3 separate regions of the Mus musculus genome follow, and all the other regions are linked to region 1. A link is a contact called in public HiChIP or PLAC-seq and promoter capture Hi-C data. All regions are on one chromosome and are shown on one strand. Each heading gives the region's core, a stretch centred on a gene start, on an enhancer-like site or on the middle of the called end of the contact. The rest is flanking DNA. Distances are from core to core; before and after follow the strand shown.

The links. Promoter capture Hi-C pulls out the DNA fragments that hold promoters and counts their contacts. HiChIP or PLAC-seq counts read pairs in DNA pulled down with a chosen protein or histone mark.
Region 2: a promoter capture Hi-C map of embryonic stem cells shows a contact between it and region 1. The contact joins two enhancer-like sites. A contact is called at or near these places in 11 of 39 promoter capture datasets (the C10 cell line, the HPC-7 cell line, cranial neural crest and 7 more), 2 of 115 datasets of contacts at active chromatin or transcription factors (both in embryonic stem cells) and 3 of 9 other capture datasets (adipose tissue, liver and pancreatic islet).
Region 3: a contact with region 1 is called in an H3K27ac HiChIP or PLAC-seq map of embryonic stem cells, with 5 read pairs. The contact joins two enhancer-like sites. A contact is called at or near these places in 3 of 39 promoter capture datasets (cranial neural crest, fetal liver and hematopoietic stem and progenitor cells), 2 of 115 datasets of contacts at active chromatin or transcription factors (both in embryonic stem cells) and 2 of 9 other capture datasets (adipose tissue and liver).

What each region holds. Positions count from the first base shown.
Region 1 is chr10:62,895,723-62,899,448 of GRCm38.p6, reverse strand. All of the region lies in intron 2 of Gm51805 (a long non-coding RNA gene), which reads right to left. Among named protein-coding and RNA genes, the nearest start is that of Gm26479, 4.1 kb to the right of the region's middle. RefSeq lists a cis regulatory region at 1-3,726. Within about 2 kb of position 2,413, at least 12 of the 459 cell types and tissues checked have an H3K27ac peak or open chromatin away from gene starts, as enhancers often do. A contact at or near this core is called in embryonic stem cells, where this site is marked.
Region 2 is chr10:63,047,648-63,051,391 of GRCm38.p6, reverse strand. Pbld2 (phenazine biosynthesis-like protein domain containing 2) reads right to left here. Exons shown (of 10, transcript NM_026085.2): 4 at 3,352-3,450. Among named protein-coding and RNA genes, the nearest start is that of Gm16143, 7.9 kb to the left of the region's middle. Within about 2 kb of position 2,096, at least 14 of the 459 cell types and tissues checked have an H3K27ac peak or open chromatin away from gene starts, as enhancers often do. A contact at or near this core is called in embryonic stem cells, where this site is marked.
Region 3 is chr10:62,691,215-62,695,014 of GRCm38.p6, reverse strand. All of the region lies in intron 1 of Stox1 (storkhead box 1), which reads left to right. Among named protein-coding and RNA genes, the nearest start is that of Mir7215, 11 kb to the right of the region's middle. Within about 2 kb of position 2,009, at least 3 of the 459 cell types and tissues checked have an H3K27ac peak or open chromatin away from gene starts, as enhancers often do. A contact at or near this core is called in embryonic stem cells, where this site is marked.

The DNA of each region.
Region 1 (3,726 bases), core at 1,164-3,663:
TTTTTTTTTTTTTAATTAGGTATTTATTTCATTTACATTTCCAATGCTATCCCAAAAGTCCCCCACACCCACCCACTCCCACTTCTTGGCCTTGGCTTTCCCCTGTACTGAGGCATATAAAGTTTGCACGACCAATGGGCCTCTCTTTCCATTGATGGCCGACTAGGCCATCTTCTGATACATATGCAGCTAGAAACATGAGCTCTGGGGGCGTATTGGTTAGTTCATATTGTTGTTCCACCTATAGGGTTGCTCTCATGTTCTTAAACCGGGCTCTAGTGGTGCACCCTTTAATCCCAGCACTTGGGAGGCAGAGGCAGGTGGATTTCTGAGTTCAAGGCCATCCTGGTCTACAGAATGAGTTCCAGGACCGCCAGGGCTGAAGAGAGAAACCCTGTCTTGAAAAACAAAATATAATTTATTCTTATTTTTTGCGCATTGTTGCTTTGGCTGTCTGTGTTTCTGAAAAAGGTGTCAGAAGCCCTGGATCTGGAGTTCTAGACAGGTAAGACCTGCCCTGTGGGCACTGGGATTTGAACCCGGTACTCTTGAAGAAGAATGGATGCTCTTGACTGCTGAGTCACCTCTCCATGTCCCTTAGAAAGGTCTTTTTTCTTTTCTTTTTTTCTTTTTTTTCTTTTTTGTGAGATAGGGTTTTTCTGTAGCCCTGGCTGTCCTGGAATTCACTCTATAGGGCTTTGAACTCAGAAATTCGCCTACCTCTGCCTTCCAAGTGCTGGGATTAAAGGCGTGTGCCACCATTGCCCAGGAAAGGTTTTTCTAAGAAACAACTTTAGCCATTTGAGGTGGTCCACGCCTTTAATCCCAGCACTTGGGAGGCAGAGGCAGGCAGACTTCTCAGTTTGAGGCCAGCCTGGTCTACAGAGTGAGTTCCAGGACAGTCAGGGAAACACAAAGAAACCTTGTCTCGAAAAAATTAAAACAAAACAAAACAAAAAAAACCTTTAAACTTCTTTTAGAAAACAGGCCTTTGTGGTTTAAGCAATTTGAAACTTGGAAGCCTGATTGCCTAAGGGACTTGTGTCTATGTGTCCGTCCTTGGCAGGTGAATCCACTAGAGGTTGTGGATTCCTCCCCTCCCCGACTCCTCTCCTAGCTCTGCAGATCAAGGACAGTAGCCAGCCAAGGGTGTGGTGACTGTGGAGGTCACCTGAGAGGAAACAACCCTCCCCCTGAAGGGTAAAAAGAGATATTGACTAAATTATCTTTGGAAGTCTAGGCTGCTCACCTACATTAAAGGACTATGAATCAAAAAAGAACCCCTCCCCCAGCTTCTGTGCTTCCAGCTGCTTTGCCCTGTGCTTCTGCCCTGTGTCTGAGCCTGGCTGGGCAGCACCTTTTGTCTTTACTCATGACTCCCTTTATGCCTGGACCTTGGGATGGTAATAGACATCCTTCTGTACTGGGGACTACATTTATTTATTTTTCTTGGAATTTGAATCACTTTTTTTTAAAATTAATTAATTAATTTATTTATTTATTTAATGTAAGTACACTGTAGCTGTCTTCAGACGCACCAGAAGAGGGCATCAGATCTCATTACGGGTGGTTGTGAGCCACCATGTGGTTGCTGGGATTTGAACTCTGGACCTTCGGAAGAGCAGTCGGGTGCTCTTACCCACTGAGCCATCTCACCAGCCCATTGAATCACTTTCTATTTGTATTGAGCACAGAAAATTTGTATTCCTGTAGGGCAATGATGGCATCCGCCTTTCATCTCTGGTTGCATAGTTCAGGTTGGATTTCTGAGTTCCATGCCAGCCTGCTCTACAGAATGAGTTCCAGGGCATCCAGAGCTAGAGGGAGATTTCTGAGAACAAAGTTAATAGTCTTGTATCCTGTTCTTCCTTAACCCATGTTGTCCCTGGAATGTGATTTTCCTGCCCCTCCCTGGCCTGGTAAACAGGAGTGGGTTTACTGTAATTATTCCTCATGTTATGGTTATTATTCAATGTTTTTGTGCACAATTGTCCTTGTGACTTTACATAGCCTGAACTCATATGACCTTGACTAACCCTCAGAATAATCCTCAGAATATAAATTGTATAATGCCCTGAATAAAGATGGTTATTGCTTGAGACTTTACACCTCAGTTTTAGGCTCCACTCTCCCGCGGGTTCAAGCCACTGACTAGAACACTAACAGTAGACCAGGCTGGCCTTGAACTCAGAGATCCAAGGGTCTCTCCCTCCCAAGTGTCAGAATTAAAGGCAAGTACACCACCCCAGGTCGAGAGAGCTTTTAAAAATTAAGTATGTATATTTGAATGGGTGTGATTGACAGCATTGGTAAGGCGGGGCCTTTGTCCTTGAGAAGGTCTGTTGTGGCTCTGGCTGACCTGAAAGCTCCCTGTGGAGCCAAGGGTGACCTTGAGCTTCCAGTCCTCTTTGTAGGTGAGTCTGCAGCACTTTAGCAGGTTACAGGGTTACCTAGTTAATTAACTTGATATAGCGTCTCCTGTAGACCAGGCTGACCTTTAATTTGCTATGGATGGCCGGCCTTAAACTCCTGATCGTCCTATTTGCTTCCTGAGTGTTGGGATCACAAAACTGAAACAACACCTCCCTCCTTTGGTCTTGTGTGGTACTGGGGATGGAACTGGGTAAATGTGCATGCTACACAAGTACTTAACCACTTGATCCACATCCCTAGTATTATATGTAAGGTGACTCAGAGCTGAGAGATGGAGAAAAAAAAAACGGCTATCCTGATGTGCAGGGGACACTGGCATTTATCCTAAGGTAGGGTGGGGGTGGGGGGAAGGTTGCACTCAAAAATAGCTTGTACCATACACACAGATAGCAGTTATACAATTGTTTTGCATGTATGTGCACACATATGTGTGTATATGTGTGTGTGTATTTGTTGCTCTTTGGTTGATTTGTTTATTTCTCTGAATGTCCTGGAACTTGATCTATATAGCCTCTGACACCAGAGTGCTGGAATTAAACGTATGCACCATTTCCATCTGGCTTAAAATGGAACATATTTAGTTATGTTTACTTAATGCTGATGTCTAAGATGAAAGAAAGCATTACTATGATATTAGCTAATTAAAATGTCCTTTGTATTTTATTTAGCTTGTACCTGTGTTCCTGAGTGTGTCTGAGTCTGTGCACCTGAGCATGTATAGGTCAGAGGTCACAGGACACTTGTAGGCAGTCTGTTCCCGGCTTCCTTCCATTCTGGGTGGAACCGGGAGATCTAATCAGGTCACCAGGCTTGGCTGCAGGCCCCTTACTCACTGAGCCATCTCACTGACTCCATGTTTTATTGTACTAAATGTGATATTCATACATTCATATAACGTGTTTATATTAAATTCACTTCCTCCAATTTGTCCTTCCTAATTTCTCTATTTTCCCTAACAACACACCCACGATTTTTCCTTCCTAACTTCCTCTTTCTTTATGTTTTGGATTTTATTGTTGTTACTGTTCAGTTTTAGTTTGACACAGGCTCTCACTGTGGCTAGTCTCTTGCAAGTCTGTTGCTGAGGTGGGCCTCAAACTTGGGATCCTTCTGCCCTGCCTCAGTTTCCTGAGTACTGGATGGATATGCATCACTGGCTTTGGTTTCTTCTTCTAACTCTTTTCCTTCTCTCCTTAGCATGGAATTTGAAGAGCTTCATCTGCTTCTTCCTTTAGTCACAGGGAAAAAGTGGACTACACCCAGCCTAGGTGAAGCTTTACCGGAGACGCCTCT
Region 2 (3,744 bases), core at 847-3,346, 150 kb before region 1:
CTTCCTCTCTAAGTTCCGTGTTACTAGTGCAAGCTCTTAAAATCATGGTCCATGCCACCATGGCCACTGTGATGGTCCGTATCCCCTGTACCATGAGCCAAAACTTGCTTCTGTCAGATATTTTATTGCAGCAACAGAGAGGAAATTAATATACCAGATAACATGGTTGAGAGGGCTTGGCTAACTCACAACTGCATCTCCTGCCAGGCACAGACTCCCTCAAGAACCTAAGGACAGTTGAGTCTGTAGAAGACACTACTGGGTCTCCTCCCGCCATAGCCCTACCTCCACCTCTAGCTCCTTGCACCAGCTTTGTCTTATTCTTCACCTCTAGGTCCATGTCTAGCATCTACCTTCCTCAATGGTGAGTCACAACCTCTCTCGTAACTGAATGGAGATGTTGCAAACAATGTGTCAATAATACAGGGCCTCTGAACACCCAGCAATCAAAACTTAATTCAAAATCGTATGTGTAGTGAATAAAAAGCATTTCTGGCTGTGCTCACTTATGTTGTGGCATGGCATCACGGCCAACTTGTGACAAGCACACTTTCATCCCGCATGCCTCTGCTCCTCACACCAATGAAACACGTAGGCTAGATCTGAGACTATGGCAGATTATAAATTGCACCATTTCTACTACACATACCATGTGTTTCTCTTACAGAAACATAAGTTTAATTACCGAGAGCAAAGATGTTTCATATTTTTCAGTGGTCATTTGTCAGCATATAAGTATCAATTCAGTATCTCTTTGAATTTATATTACAATGTTTGATTTTATTTTCTATTTTCAGAAAAACAAGCAAACAAACAAACATTATGCTGGGCAGTGGTGGCGCATGCCTTTAATCCCAGCACTTGGGAGGCAGAGGCAGGCGGATTTCTGAGTTCGAGGCCAGCCTGGTCTACAGAGTGAGTTCCAGGGCAGCCAGGGCTACACAGAAAAACCAAAATAAATAAATAAATAAATAAATAAATAAATAAATAAATAAATATGTGTGAGTGTTTTGCCTGCATGTATGTCTGTGCACCACATGTGCACATTGCCCCCAGCAGCCATAAATTTCCTGGGTTACAAAGGATTTGTGAACCACCATATGGTTTCTGGGAATTGAACTCAGGACCTCTGGAAGAGCAGCCGGTGCTCTTAACCACTGAGCCACCTCTCCAGCCCCTAAAATGTTTGACTTTTAAAATTACTCTTTGAGTTTTAGCTACATGACTCGGCGGCTAAGGGCACCTTCTGACAAGACAAATATGTGGAGTTCAGCACCTCAGTCCACATAATGGAAGGAGAGATCAGACTCCTGAAAATGATGCTCTGAGCTCTACATGTACACTGTGGTATTTGTTTGTGCATACATAAACATTGATTAATTAATTAATTAATTAAAATATAATAAAAATTGTTTCAGGACTCTAAAGCCCTTTTCTGTTCTCTACAGGCATGGCCCATACATGATATACAGATAAACATGCAGGCAAAACCACTTATACTCATAAAAATAAATGGAAAAATTGGCAGGCTCCTAAGAAGGAAGGTCCAGGGCATCAGAGATAAAGAAGATAGAACATTAGTCTTGCATAAGCTATGTCCTATGCCAAGCAAGCTTAATTAAAAAGTATATAACCTTATATACTAGTTCAAGAGGTAGGGGATAGGACAAAGTCAACGGAAACTGTCATACAATGGGGTGAAGTCATCGGGGAGCTAAAGAGACATAGGGTGAACATGGGTTCTCTCCAGAGCATCAGAGACAGAGCACACAGTAACCTAGGGATTGACAACTGTAGCCTGTACAGTGGGAAGAGTTGGGTCCTTGGGATCTGAAGCCACAGCTCCCCCAAGGCCCTTACCAGCTCCAGGCTATTACCAGCTCTGCCAACCATATTCCAGGTTTTAGAGAAGGAGCTGTGTTCTATATAGCAGAGGCTCCACATATCAGAGCCTCAGGGAGAGCCTTAGATCAGTCTAGCCTTCAACAACAACAGCAGCAGCAGCAAAAGCAATTGTTTTTAGTTGCTGTTTGAGGAGCTGGGTGTGGTGGCTCACAGCTACAACCGAAGCACCAGGAGACAGAGGTCAGAAGACTGAAAGTCTAAGTCCCTCCCACCAGGCCCAAGTACCAAGTTCCAGGCCAAACAGAGTTAGGTAGGAAGAGCCTGTTTTTTTTTTTTTTTTTTTTTTTGAGACAGGGTTTCTCTGTACAGCCCTGGCTGTCCTGGAACTCACTTTGTAGACCAGGCTGGCCTCGAACTCAGAAATCCACCTGCCTCTGCCTCCCGAGTGCTGGGATTAAAGGCGTGCGCCACCACGCCCGGCTGTTTTGTTTTTTTAAAACAGAGGATATGGCTCAGTTGGTAGAATGCTTGCCTAACATTCATGGAGCTGGGGTTCAATCCCCAGCTCTGCATAAAAGGTTTGCATTATGGAAAGCCTGTAATACCAAGACTTGGGCGAGGAAAGGAACTAAGAGCAGAGTTCAAGGTCAGCCTGGAATAAGAGACCCAGTCTCAAAAAAAAAGTATGACTTTAAGATCTACTAAAGGCTAGGTAGCAGATGCCTATCTAACCAGCCACTTCTGCTGTTGCTAATGGTACAAGGAAACTTCCTCATGCCTGAGTTGACTGCATAGTCTGTTATGTTCTGTGTTTTGCTGTTCCTGGAAGCCAATCACAATCTTCATTTTCCAGACATTACACTATATGCCAAGTCCATTCTGGCCATGCAAATCCCTCTGCCACATGTAAATAAATGAAGTTATTAAAAGAAATTCATGGGACTAAGCCATGGTGGTACATGCTATAATTGTAATACAAGGAGCCTGAATTTTAAGGCCACCATCATCTACATAGGAAACTCAATGCCAGCCTCAGCTAAATGAAACCCTATCACAAAGCAAACAAACAGCCGGGGCCTAGCAAACACATAAGTAGATGCTCACAGTCAGCTATTGGATGGATCACAGGGCCCCCAATGGAGGAGCTAGAGAAAGTACCCAAGGAGCTAAAGGGATCTGAAACCCTGTAGGTGCAACAACATTATGAACTAGCCAGTACCCCGGAGCTCTTGACTCTAGCTGCATATGTATCAAAAGATGGCCTAGTCGGCCATCACTGGAAAGAGAGGCCCATTAAACACGCAAACTTTATATGCCCCAGTACAGGGGACCGCCAGGGCCAAAAAGTGGGAGTTGGTGGGTAGGGGAGTGGGGGGGAGGGTATGGGGGACTTTTGGGATAGCTTTGGAAATGTAATTGAGGAAAATACGTAATAAAAAAATATATAATAAAAAAAGCAAACAAACAAACAACAATAAATAAACAAATAAGCAAAGTCCACCTTACTTCTTTTTTGAAACAGCACAGCTGCAGAAGCCAGCGTGGCGTGGCCACACAAGGGGAACTCGGCCTCTGGGGTAAACCACCTCAGCCCAAAACGGGAACCTTACAAGGAGAAAAGGTTAAAGAAAAGCAAGGTCAAACCACACAGTCAGGTTAGAACACTTCAGCATCTTCTCCCCTAAATCATTAGTGTGGCTAACAGGGAAAACCTTCCTTAGAGGCGTGAGCACGAGATAGAGAAGCATTCTGCTCCCTCCTGGGAGAGGTCCCAAGGAGCTTGGTCCCCGGGATCCAACATGGCAGAAGAGACCCAACTCTTACAAGCTGTCCTCCAACTTCACACACACACACACACACACACACACACACACACACACACACACACACACTGTGGCA
Region 3 (3,800 bases), core at 760-3,259, 200 kb after region 1:
GATTCACTACTTGTAAGACTTTCCTATGTGTTTTCTAGTTGGGCTCTTGGGTTTTTCAATTCCATCTTCATTTCAGCCCAAGTCCCCTTCAGCATCTATCTCTGTCCTGAGGAAGATTTTCAGGTCCTGGTTGGGCTTTGATGTTCTCACCTAGCCTTGGTGTCACTCCTCACTCTTTAAGGTCTTTTCCCTTGATTTCATTGAGCTGCTTCTCGAGTCTTCTTTAACTGTCTTGAAGTCTTTAAGGAGGTTCATGATTGTTCTTCTAATGTCTGTATTCTGGAGTCCATCTAGGTCATTCTGACTGGCAAACATTTCTATAGGACTGGTAGCTTTGGGAGAGATATACTGGCTTGATCTTTTGTATTGTTAGTATTCCTGCAAAGGGATCTATCGGGGCATGTGGAGTTTTGTTAGTTTTAAGTTTGTAAGGAGCAGGGTGGGTCTAGGGGTTGAAGTGGCTTAGGTAGAATGCAGTCGGGTTGACAGAGGGGACTGGGCTGGCATACAGGATGTGCTTCCTCTTCCAAGCTGGGAGGGTGGGGGTAGAAAGGTGTGTATGAGTGGGAAGTTTAGATATGATGCTGTAGGTGTCCTGTAGTAGGTACGGGGGATCCCCACACAAATCTTCACTCTTCTGGAGTCAAGGCTGAAAAGGCCAGGCTATATTGGAGAACTCTTGGGGATACCCAGGTTAAATCTTGTAGATTGTGGGAAAGGCTTAGATGAAGAGGTCAGGGGTACTGGCTGGGTTAGACCCTGGAGGAGAACTCAGGAAGTCTGGGTGTGGAGTAGTTTGGTAGAGGTAATGCAGAGTCCTGTGGGTGGATATAAATTTGGATTTTCATCAGCTCTGTCCCCAGCCAATGGTGGTGAGACTCTGACCTGAAATGAATCCCTCTCTTTAAGTACTTATGGTCTTACTCAGCTACAGCAAAGAGACATACATATAGGTAGGGTTGGATAGAGGAAGTAAGCCCTGTCAGGCAGAGTGGAGCAGAGTGTATGCAACACACACTTAAATTTTTTTTTTGGTTTTTCGAGACAGGGTTTCTCTGTGTAGCCCTGGCTGTCCTGGAACTCACTCTGTAGACCAGGCTGGCCTCGAACTCAGAAATCTGCCTGCCTCTGCCTCCCGAGTGCTGGGATTAAAGGCGTGCGCCATCACTGCCCGGCACACTTAAACTTCTTACCAAGGTTTTTGTTTGTTGGTTTATTTTGTTTTTTCAAGGCAGAGACAAAGTTTCTCTGTAGCCTTGGCTGTCCTGGAACTCAATCTATAGGCCAGGCTACCCTGCCTCTGTCTCCCGAGTGCTGGGATTAAAAGCACCCCATGCTTTAGCATGAAAGTTACCTGGCTTCTAAACTTTTTCCAATATGCTTTCATTTTGGCATGTACCTATAGAACAGTTTCCCGATATTTACATTGTTTAAATTATGTTTATTTACTTTGAAGGGAGGAGAGTGTGCCTGCCAAGGCATTTGAACATGTGGAGGTCAGAGGACAACTTGTGGTAGTCCGTTCTTTCTATCATGTGGGTTCTGTGGTGGCAAGCATCTCGAGTCACCTGCCAAACCATCTAATGCCCCAGCTTATTGGTGATTTGTTTAAATGGTTGTGTGTGTTTTAATGGGTTTCCACCAGACTTTTTTTTTTTTTTAAAGATTTATTTATTTATTATATGTAAGTACACTGTAGCTGTCTTCAGACACACCAGAAGAGGGCGCCAGATCTCATTACGGATGGTTGTGAGCCACCATGTGGTTGCCGGGAATTGAACTCAGGACCTTCCGAAGAGCAGTCAGTGCTCTTAGCCGCTGAGCCCTCCACCAGACTTTCTTTACTAGCTTTCTAATACTAACTTTCTTTACTAGCTTTCTAATACTGACTCTCTGAAAGTGGAACCAAGTTAGTTATTGTACAAATACCACAGGGTAATGTAAGGAACGGATAAACCACTCTTCAGTGGGAGGCTGGAGGCGGTTCCACAAAAACCTTCTCAGCTCATACGCAGGACAATGGCCGCTGCTTCTTCCCTTCCCAACAGGGGTGGGCAGGACACTGGATGAGAAGGCTCCGCCGGAGTCTTTCTTTCTCCACCTGTTTTGGAATGTAAATACATCTCTCTAGAGGTCAGAGAAGCACTGGTGCCTCCAACTTTTTGACTTAAGACATGGGTCTGAGCCTCCTGCTCCTTGGCAGTGTAAACACACGCCTTTAAGGTTCAGAGAGTCGAATGGAATTCTCTCTCTCTCTCTCTCTCTTTCTCTCTCTCTCTCTCTCTCTCTCTCTCTCTCTCTCTCTCTCTCTCTCTCTCTCTCTCTCTCTCTGGCTGAGTTTTCCAAGCCTCTAGGAACTCAGGTTTCTGATGATGCATTCAGAGTGGTCTAAACTTGAAGAAACACAAAATTCTCTTTTGTCTGTAGCACACAATCGTATCCCTTGGGCTCTCCACAGTTGATTGCTATTTAGATTCCCACAATACACCACTCCTCTCTGGTTTTTTTTTTTTTTTTTTTTTTTTTTTTTTTTTTTTGTACCAGGGTCTCATGATGTAGCCCTGAATTCCCTATTATAGACCAGACTAGCTTTGAATTTACAGAGATCTGTCTGTCTCCCCCACGTGGGCTGCTCTGTTCCAGTCTGATGAGCAGATATTAGGACCAAATTCGCTGTGGGTTTGTCTTAAATGGCACCCACCCAGCTAGTGCCTGCAAAACTCCAGAGGCAGGAGGATAATGTTAATTTTAATTCTACTGTCATGATATCAGCGTCCCTCTCCAAGACTTCCAATTCTGGTCATTTGAGCAAAGCTCATTTGCTATATAGATCTACTTTAAAAGCCTGTAGTAGAGCTAGAGAGATGGCTCAGTGGTTAAGAGCACTGACTGCTCTTCCAAAGGTACTAAGTTCAATTCCCAGCCACCACATGGAGGCTCACAACCATCTGTAATGGGATCCAGTGCCCTCTTCTGGTGTGTCTGAAGACAGCTACAGTGTACTCACATAAAATAAATCTTTTGTTTGTTTGTTTTTGGTTTTTTTTCAAGACAGGGTTTCTCTGTATAGCCCTGGCTGTCCTGGAACTCACTCTGGTAGACCAGGCTGGCCTCTAACTCAGAAATCCGCCTGCCTCTGCCTCCTAAGTGCTGGGATTAAAGGCGTGCGCCACCACCACCCAGCTAAATAAATCTTAAAAGAAAAATAAAAGCCGGTAGTAGAACTGTTCTGGATAGTTCTATGTCAACTTGACAGAAGCTAAAGCCATCTGAGAGGAGGAGGGCGGATCCATAGGATGCAGTGATTGTACTTTGGAAATTAAGGCATTTTCTTAGTGATTAATGGGGGAGGGCCCAGCTCATTGGCGGTGGGTGCCATCCCTGGGCGGGTGGTCCTGGGTAATATAAGTAGGCTGAGCAGGCCGTAAGGAGCAAGCCAGCAAGCTGCACCTCTCCATGGCCTCTGCCTCAGCTCCTGCCTCCAGGATCCTGCCCTGTTCCGTTCTGGCCCCCTTCAGTGACAGACTGCAATGCGGAAGTATAAGCCAAATAAAGCCGTTCCTCCCCAACTTGCTTTTCGATCACAATGTTTTGTCTCAGCAATAGAAACCCTAACTAAGACAGGCAGCAAATTAGTTATTATGCAAATATTGTGTTGGTGCATGCCTTTAATCTCAGCACTTGAAGAGGCAGAGGCAGAGGCAGGGAGATCTCTGTGCGGTCTAGGGCAGCCTGGGCTACACAGTGAACTCCAGAGCAGCTAAGGCTGCGCAGAGCCTGCCTCGAAACAAATGCCTGTC